2 separate regions of the Mus musculus genome follow, and region 1 is linked to region 2. The links are chromatin contacts, called in public ChIA-PET maps. All regions are on one chromosome and are shown on one strand. The core of a region is the stretch at or near the end of the contact, and the rest is flanking DNA. Distances in the headings are between cores, read along the strand shown. Region 1 overlaps Golga4 (golgi autoantigen, golgin subfamily a, 4). Region 2 overlaps Zcwpw2 (zinc finger, CW type with PWWP domain 2).

Region 1 (5,082 bases), core at 1,700-4,199, 590 kb after region 2:
ATGGCACAGTGAAAGTAGTACTCCAGGTGGCTTGTGAGTTGGACCTGGAAGTCACACAGGTTAGAAGACAGAGACAATTAGAGGAGGGTCTCTAGGATCCACTCCTCAGTAAGCAGCTATTGCCAGTTGATAGCTGCAGGGGGGGGGGGGGGGATGGGCGCGGAGAGGGGAGCATCTGTGGAAGCTCTTATTTATGGTAGGCTTCTCACACTTTACTGGATGCCTCACACCGGTACTCAGACGGGCAGCACTGGTGAGCTTAGAGGGGGGTGGTCTGGGGAGGGGGAAATGGATGACGGATATGATCATGTTTCATTGTGTGTGTGTGTGTGTGTGTGTGTGAAGAATAGAAAAAAGAAAAGAAAAAGAAATTATGTCTCCTGCTACAGAATCTACGTACTGTGAAGACTGTGCGTGTAGCTCAGCCATCGGGTGATTGGCTAGATGTTGGACACCTGGGCTTGAGGCCTCTATACCCTGCACTAATTAAAACAAAAGATGGTAAAAGCTTTTGTTTTAGGGGTGTCTCTATGTGAATTGGGTGGAAATATGGTGACATTATTAATATTATTATTACTATTTTTACTGTGAGTCCAGAGAAGTTCGAGAGCTAGTCATCTAAAGTGAAGTGGTAAGGTGGACAGGGAGTTAGGAGGTCTGTGCTAACCTCGTTCTTGAAGTGTCTAACCTGGGCAGTCGTGTAAACATTCTACGCGTCTAATCGGATCAGGAAATTGGGTATGACTTTGTGTGCTCTTTGCACCTTTCAGATTGATTGTGAAGACCCAGAGTGAGAAACTGCAAGAAGCCATTCGTATTGGTCAACACTGTTTTCACTTAACAGGGCCTACAGGTGCTGCGCTGGGTGTTACGTTTGCCTCGCATGGCTGAGAAGGGTGCTCACAAGGTGCATGGCGTGCCTGTGGGGAAATACTGAGGAGGAGCCTCTGACAGGGAACGAAAAGCAAAGGGTAGGCACTGGCACTCAAAGCTTACCACCCGGAAGGTCCCTGCTTGTTTTCACATGCTGAGAAGAAGTCGCCGTGGCTATAGGGCTTCTTAGCCTAGCGACGGCATGGTTCTGTTGGTCAGAACCAGGTCTCTGTTCTAAGGCTGTCAAGGTGTGTCCAGGTTGTTTTCTGCCCTTCATGCCCATGTGCTTAGGGTAGAGTTCAGTCGGTGCTGGGGGCCTTGTCCGCTCTCTGGGCGATGCAGAGGTGGCGTTCAGCAGTTCTCGCTGTGTGTTCAGTAGGATTTTGTTTTTATTGAGCATAGCGAGAGCACAGGTCGCTAGCCTCGGTCTCCTTCCTGTAGACCAGGATTTGAAGGGCTTATGTAAGCAGTTAAACTTACTTGGGTAATTTTTTTTTTTTTTAAGTTTAGAGTAAACTCATTTTCAGCTAAGAATCATGCTTTCAGAACCCCATTTCCATCTATGGTAATACAGTTGTGAGAGTTATGTTATTCCTAGGGCAAGGGTCATGCGGGGCCTACCACACTAGGCTGGTTTTTCTTATACGAAGGTGAGGCTCTGGTCAGCTGATGATCAGCTGTCAGGCAGTGAAACGTGAGTGTGAGCCTGGAGAGCAGCACCAGTTTTCTTAGCAAATAACTTGCACCCCTCCCCCAACCCTCATGGAATCCAGGGCTTTGCCCATGTCAGGCAAGTGCTCTACCACTGAGCTGTGTCTTCAGCCCTTTAAATTCACGTGTCTCCAAGTGAGAGAGGCCATTAAAGATCCGGGTCCCCTGAGACCACTGCTTCTCCTGTGCTTCTCTTGTGGCTTCAGAGCACGGTCCGTGACTGGGCTGAATGTTGCCAGGCACTGGACTTTTCTGGGTGCTTCAGTGCTTATTCCTCATCTGTGTACACCTTTAACAGTTTCAATCACTTATTCCTCATCTGTGTACACCTTTAACAGTTTCAATCACTTTGTTTTGTGTTTATCCACAGTTGATGAGGCCTTCTGATTAGACTCATAGGAGGCGGAGATGTAAGGCCCATTTTAAAATTCACATTGAGATATACTTTCATGTGAGTAAAGGTCTCTCTAGGCATTTGGTCCTTTCTTGGCATTTGGGTATTTGGAGAGCTGAATTAATAACCCAAAGGTTTCTCAGACCTTATAGGATCACAGCCGGGAATTGGTTGGTCAGGAGGCATTTCCTCTAGTCAGTAGTAGTTTGTAACCACTCTTCTAACGTTTTATCACCTCAGTCCAGCGAGGGGCTCTTCCCTTCCCGTGGTGGCCGCTGCAGTCTCTCACTCAGCCTTTGCAGCCAGCTTGTTTGAGAATTGGCCCTAGATGTAAGAAGAGTTACAGATGTGAACTGTGTTGCCCCACACTTCACATGGATGCCAGGCCTCCGAAACTCAGGCCTCCATGCTTGTATAGCAGGCACCTTGCCCTTCAGTTTCCCTCGACTTGGATGAAAGCTGTCTGTGGAGTAAACAGAGTTTAGTGGCTACCATTTTCAAAACACACAGACTTCATTATGTGTAGGCTAGATGCCTAAGCCATTGATAAAGATTTATGGCACATTCGCCTATTTACCTATTTAAAAACTTTATGTCCTGGCTTATGTTGTCTTGTCTTGAATGGTAATGGATATCTTATCCCTTAAGGTGACTTGCATATAGCTGATTTTAGTGGATTGTATGCTGATTTTCAGGTCTATTTTAGAAGGGACATGTGTTAGAATTCAGTTTAGGCAAGAGGAAGAGGAATTTATTATAAATACTTGGTAGCTGATAGTTTCTCCAGGGCTCTGTAGCCTGGGCCAATTGCTACATCCTAGACTCTTAATAAAAATGTTGCAAATGTTCTCACCTGGCTCCAGCATGGCACCTCCCACTGCACTGCACCACTCCCTTGGCTGTTTCCAGGTCTGTCCCCATGCTTACTAAAGGGTGACCTTAAACTTTACATGTCTATTTTCTTACTTGTGACTCAGCCTCACGTGGGTGTGACTGATGATAGATCTCAGGTTCCCTGTTGCAGATAAAGGCAGGACTGAGCTAGTAAGTTTCAAGGGCTTTATGAGAGCTGTTTATTGAAGAAAGTTATTAACCATGGGTATGTAGATGTGTCCTTCTTGTCGTTTAAATTCACTCTCAGTTCTGCTTTTGACACAAACATTACTCCTGTTCAGAGATGAACTTTCCTACCTTTTCTAGCCTGGATGACCAACATGTGCCCTGATGTGAAGTGTAGCTTACATGTTTGTTTTTCTCTGTGTATATGCAGTGCTCGTTTGTGTGTATGTGTGTGCACTGTGCTTATGACTCAGCTCTACCCAGACAGGGACAGTGTTCACACACAGGTGACAGTTCCATTTGTCCACTTGTTGCTCAAGTGGATGACAGGTTTTTATTAATTGTTTTTCTCTGTAAAGCTGTGTAGATGTGGAAGTATAAGGAAGCAAGCGGTGAGTGAGGCCAGAGCTATTTGTTACAGTTCAGAGGGTCTTGATGCTTTGGTTTCATGCTTTCAGGACTGCTTTTAGCTCACAGTAGAGTAGACTTCAGACATCAGGTTTGGTATTTGTGTCTTTGTCAGTGTTGATGATTCTGGTAACTGGGCTAATAACATCTCAGTACCTAGCTGTGCTGTGGAAGTAGGTTCAGAGAAAGACTTCTAACTAGAAAGGTGGGCCCTGCTATTTAACTGTAAACTTCATAGTATTAAATGTTTCAGGGACTTTAAAGTTGAAATTGATAACCTTCTTGGTTTTTTTGTTTGTTTGTTTGTTTGTTTGGTTTTTGTTTTATTTTCAAGACAGGGTTTCTCTGTGTAGCCCTGGCTGTCCTAGAACTCAATCTGTAGACCAGGCTGGCCTCCAACTCAGAAATCCGCCTGCCTCTGCCTCCCAAGTGCTGGGATTAAAGGCGTGTGCCACCACTGCCCGGCAACCTTTTTGTTTTTAATGAACTTAAATTTTGAATCATTTTGTTTTATAGAAAAGTGACAAAGATAGTAGAGTTTTCATATTCTCTTCCCTGGGCTTCAGTTCCCCAATATTATATCATCCTAAATATAACCACACCCTTACCATGTGTTCTGCTAAAACATTCTGCTAAATTGATGGATGGTCCGGTCAAAGACCCAGTGACTAGTAGCTAAGTCTTGCAGTTGATTCTTCTGTGGTTATTCTTTCCTGCTCTTGTAATCTGTCCCTTTCCTGTTTTGAGTTCCTGGGCATGGAATGAGAAGAGAACCTCTCAGGGAATAGTATACTAGCCACTGCTGTCTTCTAATCTGTACAATCATTTTTCAATGTAGGCTTCCTCCAGCTCTTCAACACCAACAAGGACAAGAAGCAGGACATCTTCATTTACAGACCAGCTTGATGACGTGACACCCAACAGAGAGGTTAGTGCAGCGCTCTGATGTGCTCTCAGGGAGCTGAGCTGTGTGCTGGGTGGCATCCAGGGAAACAGTGTTGACGAGTCACTTACTTAATTTCTGTTTATTAATAATTCAACTGGTCTTTTTCTTTCTTTTTTTGTTTTTAAACACAAATAGCAGTTAGCTCTTGCAAACTGTTTCTTGGAGAAAATTAAAGAGGATAGGTGTGTTTATTTCGTATATGGAGCTATCAGAATAATTCAGTAATATTTTGTTCAACATAGCATCAAATGGAGAAAGGCCCTATATTTTTAAGCCGGTGGTTAGAAACTAGAAAGTAGCAACACATTACCTATAACAACTGACGTGAAATATTCATCTTTTTTGTATCTCTTTTCCTGTGAAGTATACTATAAATACGGGAGGTGTGAGGGGGACTGATGAGATCGCTCAGTCCAGAGCATTGGCTGCTTTTGCACTGGATCTTAGTATTTGTGTCTTTGTCCGAGTAGACTTAATTTTTTTCAAAATCTACTTTAATTTAGGGTTCTTAAACACTTCAACCTCCCTTCTAGCCCACCAACCAGAAGTAGGGGAGAAAGAAGGTTAATAGGAAAAGGTGGTTGTTGACCTGTTTAGAAGTAGTTCTTTGTGGCCATTCCACTCTTTGTCATCAGGATACCAGCAGTCCAGGTTCATAGTAAACACCAAATACAAACCAGTAGCCAAGCCG
Region 2 (5,780 bases), core at 3,240-5,739:
AGAAAGCAGGCTGTGCTGTTGCCTTCTAGTCTCCCTCCCACTAGCAGCTGAGAACAGGCTCGGCTCCCACTCCGTAGACCAGGAACCACCTTACGTTACAGCTAGTCTTTATCAGTGCCTTCCTGATTTGGGCCACACAGGATGGGTCAGACTTAGGCATGGGAATGAAGCTTGCCACCTGCCTCAGTATCTTTGAGTCAGAAGCCTCTTTGTCCACCGGTCCTGAAGGGTCTGTCTGTCATTTCAGAGCTCATTAGGGGGCACTAGGCAACTGGTTTGAGGCTCTATCTTAATGAAGCTAATTTTGTGTCGGCTCCTTTCTATGAACACACCTTACATTTCTAACACCTCTGCATCAGTCTGTGGCTTTTGTCTTCTTTAGGTGGCCCACTATTTTATCTTCAAATACAGACCTGCACTGAAACTGCTCAGGGAAGCCTTGAGGAATGACACACATTTTCATTCCCTACAGCACTGGGTGTTTCATGCAGAAGATTGATGGGCTTCCAGCTCCGTGTCCCAGGCTCACCTGGACAGAAGCTGACTCAGCAGGGAAGGAAGGGGCCAGGACTCTGATCTTCCAAAGTTCCAGGGTGTTATACTTAGGAGCCATGTTGAGAAATAATAACTGTTTCCAGTGCAATAAGACAGCTGACAGTTTTGTCTTTGGAGAATTCTCAAACTTTATTGCTTGACTATTTCTTTAATATTTCCTTATAATTAAAGTAGTTACAGCCAACTACAAAAACACTTTCTGCATGTGTTACATTTGAGTTCTCACTGAGACTTGTTAACAGAACAGGTAGCCATTTTAATAGTTCTATTTGAAGAAGGGCCTAAATACTCATGAACAGCACCTGTTTATGATTAAATTTCATAAACAATTATAAAATCAAAACAAACAAAAAAGTTTACAAATCAAACATCAGGATTTTTCATAAATCCTAAAATTCTAATACTCAAACTTATATGCCACTTGATAGACTCTCAAAGCCATGGACATTCATAAAGTATAAATTTATAGCAATACCAATTTTTATACCTATCTCCCTAAACATTTTTAAATTTTTGACAGAAAAATAAAAAGACTGAGAGTGTTTTAATACTTAACTTTTGTAAACACTTGAATAACACCCTAAAATTCAGATATTAGGGCATCTATCTTTTTTAAATTGTTAGTTATAATCTCAATATATTCTCCAGCTTTTAGTCCTGCACCATCAGGCACAATATAGTCCTCTTCATGGTAGCTCTGAAATGGGCTGCCTGTAGGAGATTCCGGGCTGCACTGAGACAACTGCAAAAAGAGCCATATAGTTGATCACAAATACAGAAGGTCCTCCAAAGCTCATCACAACTAGAGCAGGTCCTCCACACTGCTCATAACAGTTACAGCAGGTCCTCCACACAGCTCATCACAGCTACAGCAGGTCCTCCACACACCTCAGCACACCTACAGCAAGTCCTCCACACAGCTCATAACACCTACAGCAGGTCCTCTACACAGCTCATCATAACTGCAGCAGGTCCTCCACACAGCTCATAACACCTACAGCAGGTCCTCTACACAGCTCATCATAACTGCAGCAGGTCCTCCACACAGCTCATCACAGCTACAGCAAGTCCTCCACACAGCTCATCACACCTACATCAGGTCCTCCACACAGCTCATCACACCTACATCAGGTCCTCCACACAGCTCATCACAGCTACAGCAGGTCCTCCACACAGCTCATCACACCTACATCAGGTCCTCCACACAGCTCATCACACCTACAGCAGGTCCTCCACACAGCTCATCACAGCTACAGCAGGTCCTCCACACAGCTCATCACACCTACATCAGGTCCTCCACACAGCTCATCATAACTGCAGCAGGTCCTCCACACAGCTCATCACAGCTACAGCAGGTCCTCCACACAGCTCATCACAGCTACAGCAGGTCCTCCACACAGCTCATCACAGCTACAGCAGGTCCACCACACAGCTCATCACAGCTACAGCAGGTCCTCCACACAGCTCATAACACCTAAAGCAGGTCCTCCACACAGCTCAGCACACCTAGAGCAGGTCCTCCACACAGCTCATCACAGCTACAGCAGGTCCTCCACACAGCTCATCACAGCTACAGCAGGTCCTCCACACAGCTCATCACAGCTACAGCAGGTCCTCCACACAGCTCATCACACCTACAGCAGGTCTTTCACACAGCTCATCATAACTGCAGCAGGTCCTCCACAATGCTCATCACACCTACAGAGGACTGCTTGGTTTCTGAGATCAGCATTCCTCCAACACATTGATGCACAGGGTGTTATGTGCAAGTGGTCAGTGATAAGCTCTGTGTATATCATGATGTCTATTAAAGATGGGGGAGGGGGCACTAAGTTGTCCCTTAGGTTCTGCCTCTTTTCTCCAATGTCATCTACTTACATTTTAAAGTTTATACCTTGGGACAGTGTTATCTTCCATCTGAGTTTTCTATATTGGTTTGTTTTTAAGAATACTATATAAAATACATTTTATAATAGTTCCAGTTACATATTCTGTGGTCATTCTTTAATAAGTATTTACATTATCCACAAAAAGTCCTTACTCTAGCTTAGATGGGCAAGACAGTGGTAACTCACTGTGCACTCACATACTAACATGAGATTCACTTTTAAAGTTCACTACAGGAAGACCAGCCTCTCATGCAATTGAAAGACAAGGATATGCATATAGTTCACGATATAATATGTACCTTTTAATCCAAATAATTATTCAGCAAACATCCTTATTTGCATATGGATTATCTATTTTAAAATGAGGTGGATTTCTAAAGGTCTAATTAACTTCTCCATTGTTGCCAAGTCAGACAGGGCCTGTAAGCAGTGTTAGTATTAGCTAGAGTGTCCTTGGGAAGGAGACTCAGGAGAGGATGCTCATCTGCCAGAGCACACAGGAGAGAGCTTTGATCATCAGTGGGTGTGTGCTCTTCCTACCTTCATGTCTGGCACACATGCTTAGGAATCATAAGAAATAAATCTGACAGGCAGCAATGAAAAACACAGCAAATTCACAACTCTGAAAGGGGCTCACATGGTGTCTGCTCAGAGTCAACATAGTCCAGATTTGGAATTGTCTGCTGACTCTCTTTAGTGTGTTTAGTGTATCAAGGAGCATCTTCTAAAAAAGAAAATCCCTACATAAAGCACTTCTCCAGTTTTAAGTAGAAGCCACATTAATTCTTTGCAGAAACAATGAAAATAAAGAAGAAATAAAAGAACAAACCCCAGGGGTGTGTGATTACTTCTTTACTTTTAAGGTGGAAATTGCTACAGCTTTAATGGCTGGTTTCATGGCTGCTCTCCTCATTAACAGTGAGGAAGCCCGAAACTTCCAGAGACATCAGGAGCTGCTAGTGAGAGCCTGTAGGAGGTCCTCACCTGGCAGTAAATTAAAATAAGTAACTCTCATAGTTCCTAAATGCCTTTTAAAAGTGCAGAACAATACAAGAATCTAAAACAAAAGAAGGCCTACCTGGGGCTGTATTAAAGCTATGTATCTTAGCATTAGAAATAAAAATAAATCAAAAGTGGTTTCTATTCCATCAAGCTACTAGTTCTGACAGCAAAATGGAGGCCAGTCTGTGGCTGTAAAAACTCCAGGATGTCACTATAAAAACCAGTCAGGCTGTATTTTTGAGAAGACAAACCGCTGGGGCTAAAAAAGAAAGAAAGGGGAAAAAAACCCACAAACCACAAACCACAAACCACACTGCATAAAACCATGTAGTGTTGAACTGAGCACACAATTGCTAAGAAGGAATAATTTGTATATTTATATTTGTATTATTGTATAGATGTATTATTTGTTATTGTATTATATATATATATATATACACACATATATATACATATATATATGTGTGTGTGTGTGTGTGTGTGTGTGTGTGTAATTTGTATTATTACCCATGTCACCAGTCTACACATCCTGTTCTACAAGTGCAGCCACACATGGGAAGCGTGGTGGGAAATGCACTGTAGGCTGAGTCACAGCCTGCAGATCAGGGCAGCTGTGCTGCTGGCACTGAGTGGGAGCTTTCTGTGTTTTCCACCTCAGCAAAGGCTGACGTCTACTTCCTCTAACACATTCATCTCTAGGATGCTACATTCTGTACACTTTCCTTAATCTTTAACTCAGGAAGAAAGGCGTTAAAGACTCATCTTTAGCTGAACACCTACGGCTCCAGCTCTTAGGAGTTAGAGCTGAGACAGATGGATTCATGTTTGAGGAAAGCCTCTACTACACAGAGAACCCACACCACCAAGGGAGGCCCTATCTGCAGGAGAGCTAGAAAAAATATGGAGGATCCATGTCTTCATACTGGGTAAGGATCTAACCGAAGCCTGCAGTCTGACATGCATGAACGATCCACCCACTTCTAAATCCAGCTATCACTGAGAGGAACTGGCAGAGATGTAGTGTCCCTGGGTGAGCATGGGGGAAACAAGAGAGGAAGTTAAGAATTCTCCTCTTAGAACTAGCACCGCCCACTGTCACCTCGGACACAGCGCGTTTGTCGTATCTGACTCCTAAGACAATTCTCTAAAGTAGGGCATGAGTAACTGCTAAGTGGCATGAGTCCTTAGCTGCAGAACCTGGATTACATTAAGTTTATGTTATTAACAAATGATAATAAGGCAATAAAATCGCAATGATTATATCGGGGATTCTGTCTTGGTGTGTCTCTTTGACTGGGGCACACTATGTATCTGAATGAATTAATGAAACCTATGTAACCTCCCACTGCCGTTTGTTTCCTAGTTAGGAAACAACTATACCAGAGGGTTAAGTGTCTGTCCTGAGACTGATTTTTATGCATGATTGGCCCAGTGCTGCCTTTTATAAATGGTCTGAGCTTTCTATCACAAATTCTCATTCCATTTACAAAGATATTGGATAGTAAGAACATACAGCTCTCTGAATATAACATAATTAGTTAAAAACAAGAGGAAATAGGAGCTAGCCCAGACGTGGTGGAGATGACATGGGTGCCCTGGTGAGCTCCACCTCTGCTCTGTTAACACTGAGAGGTTTTGCCTTACAGTAGCCCAGACATGCACGTTTCAGTGCCCAGATGGGACAGAGAAGGTTCTGACCAAGCTACTCCCCTGTGCCAGGGATCTGCTACTCCTATACCTCACTTCTCTTACCTGGAAAGATAATATTATTATCTTTAATAATAATAATAATATTGCTATTCATCTAAAACTGTCAACTTCACTGAATTAAGAAATCTCCATCGAATTAATGATATTTAGCAAGCAGGTATGTCAGTTTGGGCTTTTCTAGAGACAGAGCATGAAGACTCTGAGCTAACCAACACATGACTTCTATGGCATATTCATAACACAGCTGGAGAGTTATTACTGGGAGCTAGGGAGTGGCAGGCAGGGGGTGGGGTAGAGCATCTGGAAGTAGGTACTGGGGCCATGCCCATGGGTGCTCTCTTGCCCTGGCCCCTTCCTGTCTTCTCTTTCTTCTGCTTCCTATCTTACCTGGGTGTGCGGTGCTCTGCACCAGCATGTCCTCCAAGATGAACTGACATCTCTTCTAGTCATTTCTGTCAAGTATTGTGTCATGATGGCCAATCCCAGGTCTCTCTGCAATGGTCCACCTCAGCTACAGGAAACCCCTGCATCTTCCTTCATTCCCAACCCCAAAGATCTAAAGTTAAATGACTACCTTTGTGTAATCTCACATTTTCCCAGGAATATAGTTTGGCTTCTTGACAG

The links. ChIA-PET counts read pairs in DNA pulled down with a chosen protein or histone mark.
Region 1: an RNA polymerase II ChIA-PET map of memory CD8 T cells shows a contact between it and region 2, with 4 times the contacts expected there. The contact joins two enhancer-like sites. A contact is called at or near these places in 2 of 39 promoter capture datasets (the C10 cell line and pre-B cells) and 2 of 115 datasets of contacts at active chromatin or transcription factors (bone marrow-derived macrophages and memory CD8 T cells).

Annotation. Positions count from the first base shown.
Region 1 is chr9:118,509,897-118,514,978 of GRCm38.p6, forward strand. Golga4 (golgi autoantigen, golgin subfamily a, 4) reads left to right here. Exons shown (of 24, transcript NM_018748.3): 2 at 4,284-4,373. Among named protein-coding and RNA genes, the nearest start is that of Golga4, 6.1 kb to the left of the region's middle. Within about 2 kb of position 2,950, at least 96 of the 459 cell types and tissues checked have an H3K27ac peak or open chromatin away from gene starts, as enhancers often do. A contact at or near this core is called in bone marrow-derived macrophages and memory CD8 T cells, where this site is marked.
Region 2 is chr9:117,923,177-117,928,956 of GRCm38.p6, forward strand. Zcwpw2 (zinc finger, CW type with PWWP domain 2) reads right to left here. Exons shown (of 9, transcript NM_001378466.1): 9 at 659-1,297. The coding sequence ends at 1,136. Among named protein-coding and RNA genes, the nearest start is that of Azi2, 110 kb to the right of the region's middle. Within about 2 kb of position 4,490, at least 69 of the 459 cell types and tissues checked have an H3K27ac peak or open chromatin away from gene starts, as enhancers often do. A contact at or near this core is called in bone marrow-derived macrophages and memory CD8 T cells, where this site is marked.